Linked DNA regions of Anas platyrhynchos: regions 2 and 3 are each linked to region 1. The links are chromatin contacts, called in public Hi-C maps. All regions are on one chromosome and are shown on one strand. Each heading gives the region's core, a stretch centred on a gene start, on an enhancer-like site or on the middle of the called end of the contact. The rest is flanking DNA. Distances are from core to core; before and after follow the strand shown. Region 1 overlaps LOC106017236 (a long non-coding RNA gene). Region 2 holds the start of CEBPA (CCAAT enhancer binding protein alpha). Region 3 overlaps PEPD (peptidase D).

Region 1 (3,129 bases), core at 552-3,051:
TGGGATGTGTTTTCGAGCTGACTGTCCCAAGTCAGGCCATTTCAAGACACCAAGAGCATGGCTCCCCGTGTTACTTTCTCATTGCAGACAGCTCGAGCCTATATTATCAACTCAACTTATACACAGCTCTGTGCTAATACACGAGCCTACTATACTCAAACCCACATTGTTGATTTACTGCTTGTTAAATTGGATCTCAATTTCTTGCTAGATAACATGCCGTAGAGCATTTCTCTTGCCTTTGGTTTTACTTGTTTACTAACAGAGTATTGAGAAACAACATGACAAATGTTTAAAGGCTTAAAAATTTCTTTCCCTTTCTCTTGAACTTTCATGTTCTGTTCATATTAAATATGTGGCAAATTGATTTTGTATTTTCCATATTAATTTTCCTATGTTCCTGTGTATTAAAATATCTAACACAGAAAAATGATTCCATCTGCTCTGCCCTTGGTTGTTTATGCCTTCAGAGATGCTGGGCTCTATGCAGAGAGCAAAGGAGTGCCTCAGAGCCACTCTTCACAGTAAAATTTTCTCCAACCTCAAGCATCCAAAATCACAAGGTTTGATTAAAACTAATTCAAGGTTAGATTAAAACTAATTATTATTAATCAAATTCATCAAGTAACCCAAACACACTCACACAAAAACAGAACTTTAATTTTCTTTCCATTTTCTTGCTGGTGTCTGCACTTCTCTGTTATACACGTGGCAGTTTTTCAAAGCCTTCTGCTTAACAATTACAGCTTAAAATTAGAAAGAGTTCAACAGGGGGGGAAGAGAGGGAGAGAAAAGAAAAAAAAGAGAGGGAAAGAGAGAAGACCGCCCTGGGATTGCTGACTCAGCAGGGATTCCTTGCCTGGGAGGGGACCGGGGTGCCAGGGTGGAGATGGGGTTGGTGCCAGCGACTGGCAGAGTGCTCCGACAGGCCAAGGCAGCAAAGGTCACCCTCATGCTTTCCAATCTTTTGGGGACATGTGGCTCTAGGAGGTGCATGAGCACACCACATGCACCCGGGGCCAACAATTCACCAGGACAGGCCACGGGCAGATGTTCTGCACAATTGCCTGCACATTTCCCCTCTGTGGGCCCATAAAACACCCCAGCCCATCTCCCTTCTTTCTTTTGTGCTCCTCTCTAGCTCATTAACTTACTTCAGCAAATAGGGTTTGGTTATTTTTCTGTCCTGCATCTCCCCAGCCCAGGCGACAACTTTTCCAGGCGGAAGCTTTGCGGGGAGAGGTTTGTGAGGAGGCACTGGGCAGGAGGGCCCAGCAGCGTGGACACGCTCCTCTAGCTGGGCTCCACACACCGCTTCCTTGCTCCCTTCGCACGCAGGGTGCTGCCGTGGGCACGCTTTGCTTCACACACGTTTCGCCCTGCGCCTGGTCACTAACCGAGGCTGGCAGCAAGCTGCAGGCACGGAGCTTGCTGACATGCACGCTGCTGCGCTGTGTGGGGAGTGTTGCTGCCCATAATGCCACGGAGAGCAGGGGTTACTGCAGCGGGGAAACCTAAATTCAGACCCTGTTAATATTCCTTAATAGGCGAAAGGCAGAAGAGTGAGGGAACAGAGCAAACAATACATAACAGCATTTAAATTAAGTACATTAACAATAAATACTCCCCTGTCAAGAATATGTCATGTAATTATATTTACTGCACTGAACAGAGGTAACCAATGTTTTGAGAGGGTGGTTTTGCACTCCCAAGATGACTCTCCTTTGGGGACAGCATATGTGAATAATCAGTCAGACATGGGATATCAGCGGTGAAAAATCCTCCTCCAGCACAGTGTGCCAGTTGTGATGGCTAGAAAGTTAGCACCCTCTCCTGGATTAGACCAGAAATGTAATGTACATTGCATTGATCTAAACCACGGCTTGGGCATTCTTTGGCATTTTTATATTTTTTCTCCATAATCCTGAAGCCTCAGTCCAGGTAAATCTGTGCTTCCTGAAGAACTGGAGAGTGTGTATGGAGGTACAGCATATCACCTAAGCAATGACGATAATCTCACCCCAAACACACGGAAACCTCTGCTAAATTGCCGTATAACTTCAGGATGTGCAGGGGATCCCCACAGAACTCACATCCGCAGAGCTGAGTGGTGTAAACTGCAATCACAAAATGCCAGGATCCACAAAAAGTCACTGCAAAGCAGCCCTCTCTCATGGCCTTGACACTTTGTCCCTCAGGCTTTATGCAAGCAAAGGGCTGTTGCTGTGAGTAGGAATTTGGCCCAGCCAGGGTGCACGTAAGGACAGCAGGACTTACTGCCTGAGCCGAGAATTCGAGAACGAAGGCTGCAATGGAGACAGAGAGCAGATCATAACAAGAAATTTTACTAGGGTTTCCAGTGTGTTTACTAAGTGTCCTTTGCAAAAAGGTTAAGATATTGCACAGTTTTCACACAGTTTCCAGACCACAAGGGAACACAAAGCATTTCCATTTAGAGAATTACAACTTCAGTTTGCTGTTCAGAGAAGCTCGGAAAACTGAGATTATACTAGGAAAAGAATGAAAATGTAAGTGTCCATAGCTCATGCACCACTGGGGATTTGATCAGATTCAGGTAAAATCAGTGGCAAAAGAATTAAGATGTCCCTTTGTTTTAAAAGTAGAGCTTAAAATGGCTATATAAACATGCACATACAAAAGTTTAAATAAATTTGTTTTCCTAACTGTAGGCTTTAGTAACTCCCAAATATAATCCTTTAAGATTATATAAGACCTTTCACCTGAGAAACTGAAATTTCTTCAGGCTTTGAACAATAACCTTTGGAGATAAGCATGCACTACTTGTAAATGAGAAAACAAGGCAGAAAACCAAAAAGCAAAATGAAATGCACACAGGGCAAGTGAGTTGTCCAAACAGGAAACCATTAGGATTAAAGCCCAGATTTTTCAACTCCTATATCTCTGCTTTTGCTACAAAAAGAGCCATTCTAAAATTGAGATGTTTAAAAGCCAATGACAAGAAAGAGACATATCTACAGGACAATCCAACCTCCTTAAATTGGAATCAACCCGCACAAGAAGTTTGCTCTTTCTACGAGGAGTCAACTGCGCTCCAGATCAGACACTTCAATTAGGTAGTCAGAGCCATTTAAGAGCAGTATTGCCAAA
Region 2 (3,517 bases), core at 153-2,652, 140 kb before region 1:
ACTGCTGCCTTCCTTCTGCTCATGAAACAGAGGGTCACAGGTGTACTGTGTGATACAAAAAAATGGGTTCTTGGTACATTGTAATGTTGTTTCCTGATTAAAATTTTGTCAATTACTGTTAGTTGTGAGGAATCTGTCAAACCCTTTCTGAGCAAGCAACTTGCTGTCACAAGTTTTTGGGTTATTAGGACACCTAGGACTAAAAAATACAGCATTTTTTTTTCCAGCCACCGCTACGTTTGAACTCTTCTCTGCAGATCTTCCTCTAGCAGTTACCTGCAGCTGCTCTAGCAGCCTTGACACATCTTTTCTCTCTGCCTCTTTCCAGGTGACCCGGACCACCAGAGCTAAGTGCCGGGGAGCTTCCCGACGCGAGGAGGTAGGCGAGGGAGCCCCGATACGCCTCGTCTGCGGGCTGCAGGATGGCGACGAGAGGAAATCCCGGGCATCCGCACCCCTGCCGAGCTGAGGCTGCACACCGGGCTCCTCGGAAGGCTGCGCCCAGGAGCAGGTAGGTCCGTGCGGCCCTGGACGGAGGGTGGGCGGCCGGGAGCCTCGGGGCGCCGCAGCCCGCCGGAGCATCGCCTGCTCCCGGGCCACCTGGCTGCTGCCGCCGCGCTGCGCCCCGGGTTTATCCCGGGTAAGCTCCGGGAGCCGTGCCGCGCTGCGCGCAGGCTGCAGCTACACGGAGCTGCTCCGTTCGCGCTGCGGGACCGGGAGTGGGACAGAGCCACGCGCCCACCCCGCATCGTGCCGGACTGCGGCCAGGGGCAGCCGCCGGAGCGGCCCCAGCGGCCCGGGTCGAGTCGTGCCGAGCCGAGCCGGGCAGCCCCCGCCGCCCCCCGCCCCGAGCGCTCCGCGGCCGGGTCCTAGCGCCGCTCGGGGCCGGGCTCTGCGGGTCCCCGCTTCTGCCGAGCCGGGCCGGGCCGGGCCGGGCCAGGCCAGCCGCGCTCCGCAGGTGCGGCAGGATGGGGCTCTCCGGGCACAGAGCCCCTCGGCTGGAAAAGCGCCGTCGGTCCTGCGGCAAACCCGGCGGGGCTCCCCTCCCGTCTCCCCCCGTCTGAACAAATATTTGCGAGCACTAGCGGGCTGTGCTGAACTTTGAGACTTTCCCCGCGGCGCCGCCGGTGGGAGGGCGCCGACCGGCCCCGGGCACGCAGGGGGCGACGGCCCCGCTCCCCGCACATCCCCGGGAGGCTTCGGGCAGCTCGGGACCCCCCCTGCCCCCGGGGGCGCAGCCCAGCGCCAGGAGCCCGCCGAGCTCGGGGCGGCTGCCGGGGGCGGGCGGCTGTGCCCGGCCGGGGCGCTAAGACCCGGCTGCGCGGTGGTCAAAGGTTCCCGGCAGGAGGTGGACACTAGAGGGCGATCCCCGGCCCTGCTGCGGGGGTGTATATATACGGCTCACAGGACGCAGGCAAGCCACTAGCAACAGGGCAGGCAGGCTGCGAGCGGGGCTCGGCCGGGCTGGGGCGGGGGACGGGCTCCGGGCGCGCCGAGCCGCGCCGTGCCGCGCCGCGCCGAGCTGAGCTGAGCTGAGTCGTGCCGAGCCGAGCCGTGCCGAGCCGTGCCGCTCGCCGCCGGGGGACCGCGGGGTGCCGCGGGCTTGGCAGAGCCGCCGCCGCCGCCCCGTCCGAAACCTGGATTGCAGGAGCCCTTCACCATGCCCGGCAGACTGTAGGTGCTTCATGGAGCAAGCCAACTTCTACGAGGTCGATTCCCGGCCCCCGATGAGCAGCGGCCAGCACCACCAGCTCCAGACTCCCCTGCCCGGCAGCGCCTACAGCTACAGAGAGGCTCCCTCGGCGGCGGCACCTGCTGCGGGCGGCGCGGAGCTCGGCGACATCTGCGAGAACGAGAACTCCATCGACATCAGCGCCTACATCGACCCCGCCGCCTTCAACGACGAGTTCCTGGCCGACCTCTTCCAGCACAGCAAGCAGCAGGAGAAAGCCAAGGCCATCCTGGCCGGGGATTTCGACTTCCACAGCATGCATGGGGCCGGCGCCGCCGCCTCGGCGCCGGGGCACCAGCAGCAGCACCACCAGCAGCCGCTCTTCGGCTGCATGGCCAGCTACATGGACGGCAAGCTCGACCCGCTCTACGAGCGCATCGCCGCGCCGGGCTTGCGGCCGCTGGTGATCAAGCAGGAGCCCCGCGAGGAGGAGGAGGTCAAGTCGGCGGCCCTGTCGGCCCTCTACCCCCACCACGCCGCGCAGCAGCACCCCTCCCACCTGCAGTACCAGATCGCCCACTGCGCCCAGACCACCATGCACCTCCAGCCCGGGCACCCCACGCCGCCCCCCACGCCCGTGCCCAGCCCGCACCACCCGCACCATCCGCACCCCCCGGGCGGCCTGCCCGCCGCCGGCGCGCTCAAGATGATGCCCGCGGACCACCGGAGCAAATCGAAAAAGACAGTGGACAAGAACAGCAACGAGTACCGGGTGCGCCGGGAGCGCAACAACATCGCGGTGCGCAAGAGCCGGGACAAGGCCAAGCAGCGCAACGTGGAAACGCAGCAGAAGGTGCTGGAGCTCACCACCGACAACGAGCGGCTGCGGAAGCGGGTGGAGCAGCTCACCCGGGAGCTGGAGACTCTGCGAGGCATCTTCAGGCAGCTGCCCGAGAGCTCCCTGGTGAAGGCCATGGGCAGCTGCGCCTAGCGCCGGGACTGCGGGGCGCCGCCGAGCTGCCACGCTCACCTACATATACATATATATATATATTATATATACTGGAGCGCAGCGATCTCAGATTGTTGGGGGGTTGTTTTTTTGTTTTTGTTCAGTTCTTTTTTTTTTCCTTTTTTTTTTTTTTTTTTGAACAATTAACGACCAATAAAAGAAGCCAGGCAGCTGTAGTATTAAAAGGGTTTGTGCCTTAGGGATGACACATGAATAAGCTGAAAACATGGTGGGTTTTATAAGGAGAGAGGCGAGGGGAAGAAAGAAATAAAAAGCCCACGTGTCTACACAGGGTAAATAACAATAATAATAATAGTAATAAAGCACATATAGCATCCCAGATGTGCCTTAAAAGCTGGCTGCAGGAGCTCTGGGGCTTTCCGTGCCCCAGCCTGGCAGGGTGCAAGGAAGCAGGGTGAGGGCCGGAGGGGCTGGCGCTGAGGAGGAGCAGGCAGCAGGGAGCACAGGCAGCAGGGCCCGACGCCTCTTGGAGCAGCAGGGGACAGCTGGGGGGCCCCATCCTGGCCCCAGTGCCTTCAGGCCACCCCGGGACCGATGGACACAGCCTGGACTGCCGGAGCAGCAGCTTGCGAGGGAGCACGGTGAGCTCCCTGTCTCAAAAGGAAGAGCGGCAGCGTTTTGTACTGTATGTCACGACATGGCGAAGCACAAGTGAATAAATACCTATCGATGCGGGTATTTACTATGAACTCTCAGTGTATTTTGCTTTATTCCAGGACATTCAGCTCTTCTCCAAGTCTCTGTCTGTCCAAGCTGTGCCTCATGTAATGTGAAAGCCTTTCCGTGTATACTAGCTACACTTTATTTTTATT
Region 3 (3,369 bases), core at 29-2,528, 220 kb before region 1:
CAGTTTAAAGAAGCCATGCTAACTTACTTCAGTAGAATACAAATTATCACAAGGAACTTCCTGGGTGATTATACTGTGTGCTTTTACAAATTTACAATTTGGGTGTAGGCGTGCCTATAGTGCATACAGAATAGGTTGTTAAAATGACAGCATGCTGATTTGCATGTATATGTTAAGAGTTCATGTGTTTGACTCTCAATTAAGCTTTTGAACAGCTACTGGGAGCCCTCTGTTGGATAGTTTTAGTCTCTTCCCTGAACATAAGGAAAAGCAATTTCTCTTTTGGTGAAAAAGAAGCGTTTAAAGGGTTATTTCTGCTTCTGCCAGTAATTTGGGTATAAATCTAATGTAACAACTCCATAGAATAATGGAATAATAGAATCAGAAGATTTGGTACTCGGTGTGTTTTTTATTAAATTATTCAGTAGAATTTCAAGTCTTTTTCTTGAAATGATTTAGTTGATACGAAAAACATTCAAGAGTTTTGCAGAAATGTGCAGCTTGGGTTTCTTATGTGCTAAGTAGTACAATGCAGTAGCTGTCAGTAAATACATCAACAAAGCACCTGAATATTAGAAAAAATAGATTTGTAAGACTAATGTTTTGCTTCTTTCAAACCCTTGACTGCATGCTTTGTTTGCTCTTTGAAGAATATTAGTTACAAGGATTTGCTGGTATCAACAAGAGATCATAGGCAAAAATACTTGGTGTATTGCAATTTTTTAAAAATTATTTTTAGACTGTTACTCAGACCTCTCATTTTAAAAATGTCACATCTAGAACACTGATTTTATTACTTTCATTTTTGATAATTAATCTACATGAAGTGGGTTTATTTCTGTAAGAAACTGGTATAGAATTAAATTGCCAATATTGCATAATAATCCACATTTTTATAGGTGCAGCTTCTGTGCTAGAAGACCTCAGTACAAGACAGGGACTGTAAAGAGAATTTCTGGCACTTTTTAATATGGACTGTCTTGCTAAGCAGGGCTGTCACTTTCAGCCTATTAAATATTAAAAATGAAATAGCTAACACGAAGAATTACAATTGACATATAAATCCGTATTTTAGGGTTTCAGTATTCAATAGGCATGTGCAAAGCACTGAACCTATATTAAATGTAAATATTGCAATTATGGCAAATCAGTGTTTTACATAAATAATTCATGTCGTATAACATTTATGTAGTGGACATGTAAATGAATATGGTCAATGTGATCTAAAACAAACACTTTTCCTAAGCAAGCATCTATTATCTCCGTGGTCAGAGGTCATGCAGATAAATTGCTAGGCTGAGCACCCTTGTGAATCACAGTGCTGTGCACTCTGCCCGTTCACTTGGTATTACATTTAAATAAACTCTTCTGCTCAAAATGTTAAAAATCACTATTACAGATGTCTACAGTACTGTCATGGCCAGGCTAAGATACAAATACTGATTTTCTTCTGTCATCTTAAGCCTGTGACAGCTCAGATAGAAACCGAGCCCAAGACTGAGGTTTACTGCATTATCTCAAGGTGTTGCATTATTCATTGCGTGCTAAGACGCTTGCTGTTTCTGTGGTGAGGCTGTGGCTATGTTTTGTAATTTGGAAAGTGGAGCCATAAGCAGTTCTAGTTTACAATCTCCTGTCCTGTTCACAAGAGGCCTCCATCAGGGTCAGAGTTGGGAAGTAACCACAACCTATTTTTCAGTGTTTTTCGGAGCCCCACCGCCCATACCAACACAGTTTGGATAACGAAAGGTCTTTCAAAGTTTAGCGGGAAGATTTGACTCCTTGCCATGCACAAATCTGGTGCAAATAAGCACCTAGGGTCCTGTCAAGTGGTGTTCCTGGTGTTACGCCTGCTTCCTGGGCCAGTTTCTCTCAAGCTCTCCTTTTGCAGCTATTTGCGTTTGTTCAGACTAGAGGAAGGGATTGGTTCAGTGGTTGGAGAGCCCTCATGGGATGCAGGAGTCTCTGGTCTCAGCTCTTCTCAGATTGATCTCAGAGAGCAGGTGGAAGTTAGGACTTGACCCTGGGAAGTACCTTTCATGAAAAATTCAGTAGAAGCCACAGAGTTTCTGCGAAAAGCTTCAGTCTCAACAAATCAGCATCTTCTGAAAATCTGCTTCCTTAAAGAAGATGGAAACAAAGCCCGTTGGGACCTTCCTTCTGCCCTGCCAGATGTTGCCATGTGGAGCCACACCATAGCTGTGAGGAAAGGAGAAAACTGGCCATCGGGACAGGTGGGGTGCGGCCTGGGAAGTGTGGGGCCAGACAAACATCTGTCCTCACCTTTGTGGTTCGTTGCTTTGTTGTAGGAACCCTCAGATGAAAGTGTCTACATTACATTTTGATTCTGAGAAGGCATTCAGGAAAATGATAGTTTATTGCATTCACTTCGCTGCCTCGTGGTTCGTGCCACCTGCCGTTGTTGATTCCTGGCATTGCCGCGGTGCTGAAGGCATGTCAGGAGTTGATTGTGTTACTGCGATTGATCAGCAGGGCTCCTGCAACATTTGACGAATACAAAATGCTTCTATGATCTTAAAATAAAGATTGATCCTTCATGATGAAGCTCTCGCTTAAATAACAGAAATGTGAGAAAATAAGCCTGACCCCAGATGTCACTGAAATAGATACGGCTATTACCTGAGATGGCTTTCTGCACATGTCCTGAGTTGCAGGTCTTTGTCTTTCATGGCTTCTGACAAATTTCTCTCAGGGAAAATTCAGCACTTATTAAACCAACTTTTGTCGGCAAGTTTACTGACCTTTTAGCACTTGATGGCATTTTTTGTTGATTAGTTGGTCCATTCTTTGCAAAATGCTGAATATAACTGTATATTCTGAAGCACTTGGCATGTTTACCACTTTGAAATACCCTCCTAAGTCAGGATCTTAAGGAAGATCTCCCTGCTGCCTGGTACAGTCCTGTCCACGCAGGCCCTGGGCTGCGTCAGCAGGTCCCCAGCTCATGAAGTACGCTCATGAAGTACAGCAGACCTGAGAGAGAAATACCATTAACCTTGTATTCACAGTGTGTATTCACATCTGTTTGTAAAATAAAACTACCTTTAAAAGTTTCGGCAGAAACAGGTTGGATCGTCAAATTGTGTCTTTCAATTTATTTGACTGTTTCTTTAAATGCTCTCAGATTTAAGCTCACTGATTGTAATGAAAGCATTGGAAAGAATAGGGTATCTTTGGTGGAGCAGGATATTTCCTGCTGCAAAGGTTCACAGCTATTTAGGTGACCCACCAGTGATGTTAGGAAAACAAGTTTTACTTGCAAGTAGTTTTATTGCATTTCAGTACCAGAATTTAAGCGCTAGAAAAGTTTTATTAATGCCACAAAACCTGTTTTACATTCTGTTACAG

What was found. Hi-C and Micro-C count contacts between places; a contact is called where the count stands out from the background.
Region 2: a contact with region 1 is called in a Hi-C map of subcutaneous adipose tissue, with 2.1 times the contacts expected there. The contact joins the promoter of CEBPA here to the enhancer-like site in region 1. A contact is called at or near these places in 3 of 8 Hi-C or Micro-C datasets (F1 follicle, liver and subcutaneous adipose tissue).
Region 3: a contact with region 1 is called in a Hi-C map of skeletal muscle, with 6 times the contacts expected there. The contact joins two enhancer-like sites. A contact is called at or near these places in 2 of 8 Hi-C or Micro-C datasets (skeletal muscle and subcutaneous adipose tissue).

The regions. Positions count from the first base shown.
Region 1 is chr12:10,853,915-10,857,043 of IASCAAS_PekinDuck_T2T, forward strand. The region is part of intron 2 of LOC106017236 (a long non-coding RNA gene); the gene reads right to left. Among named protein-coding and RNA genes, the nearest start is that of SLC7A10, 53 kb to the right of the region's middle. Within about 2 kb of position 1,802, at least 2 of the 8 cell types and tissues checked have an H3K27ac peak or open chromatin away from gene starts, as enhancers often do. A contact at or near this core is called in subcutaneous adipose tissue, where this site is marked.
Region 2 is chr12:10,714,850-10,718,366 of IASCAAS_PekinDuck_T2T, forward strand. It overlaps CEBPA (CCAAT enhancer binding protein alpha), which reads left to right and starts at 1,403. Exons shown (of 1, transcript XM_027466972.3): 1 at 1,403-3,517. The coding sequence starts at 1,686. The coding sequence ends at 2,663. LOC106017234 (a long non-coding RNA gene) reads left to right here. Exons shown (of 9, transcript XR_011812333.1): 4 at 329-511.
Region 3 is chr12:10,638,988-10,642,356 of IASCAAS_PekinDuck_T2T, forward strand. The region is part of intron 10 of PEPD (peptidase D); the gene reads left to right. Among named protein-coding and RNA genes, the nearest start is that of CEBPG, 60 kb to the right of the region's middle. Within about 2 kb of position 1,279, at least 1 of the 8 cell types and tissues checked has an H3K27ac peak or open chromatin away from gene starts, as enhancers often do.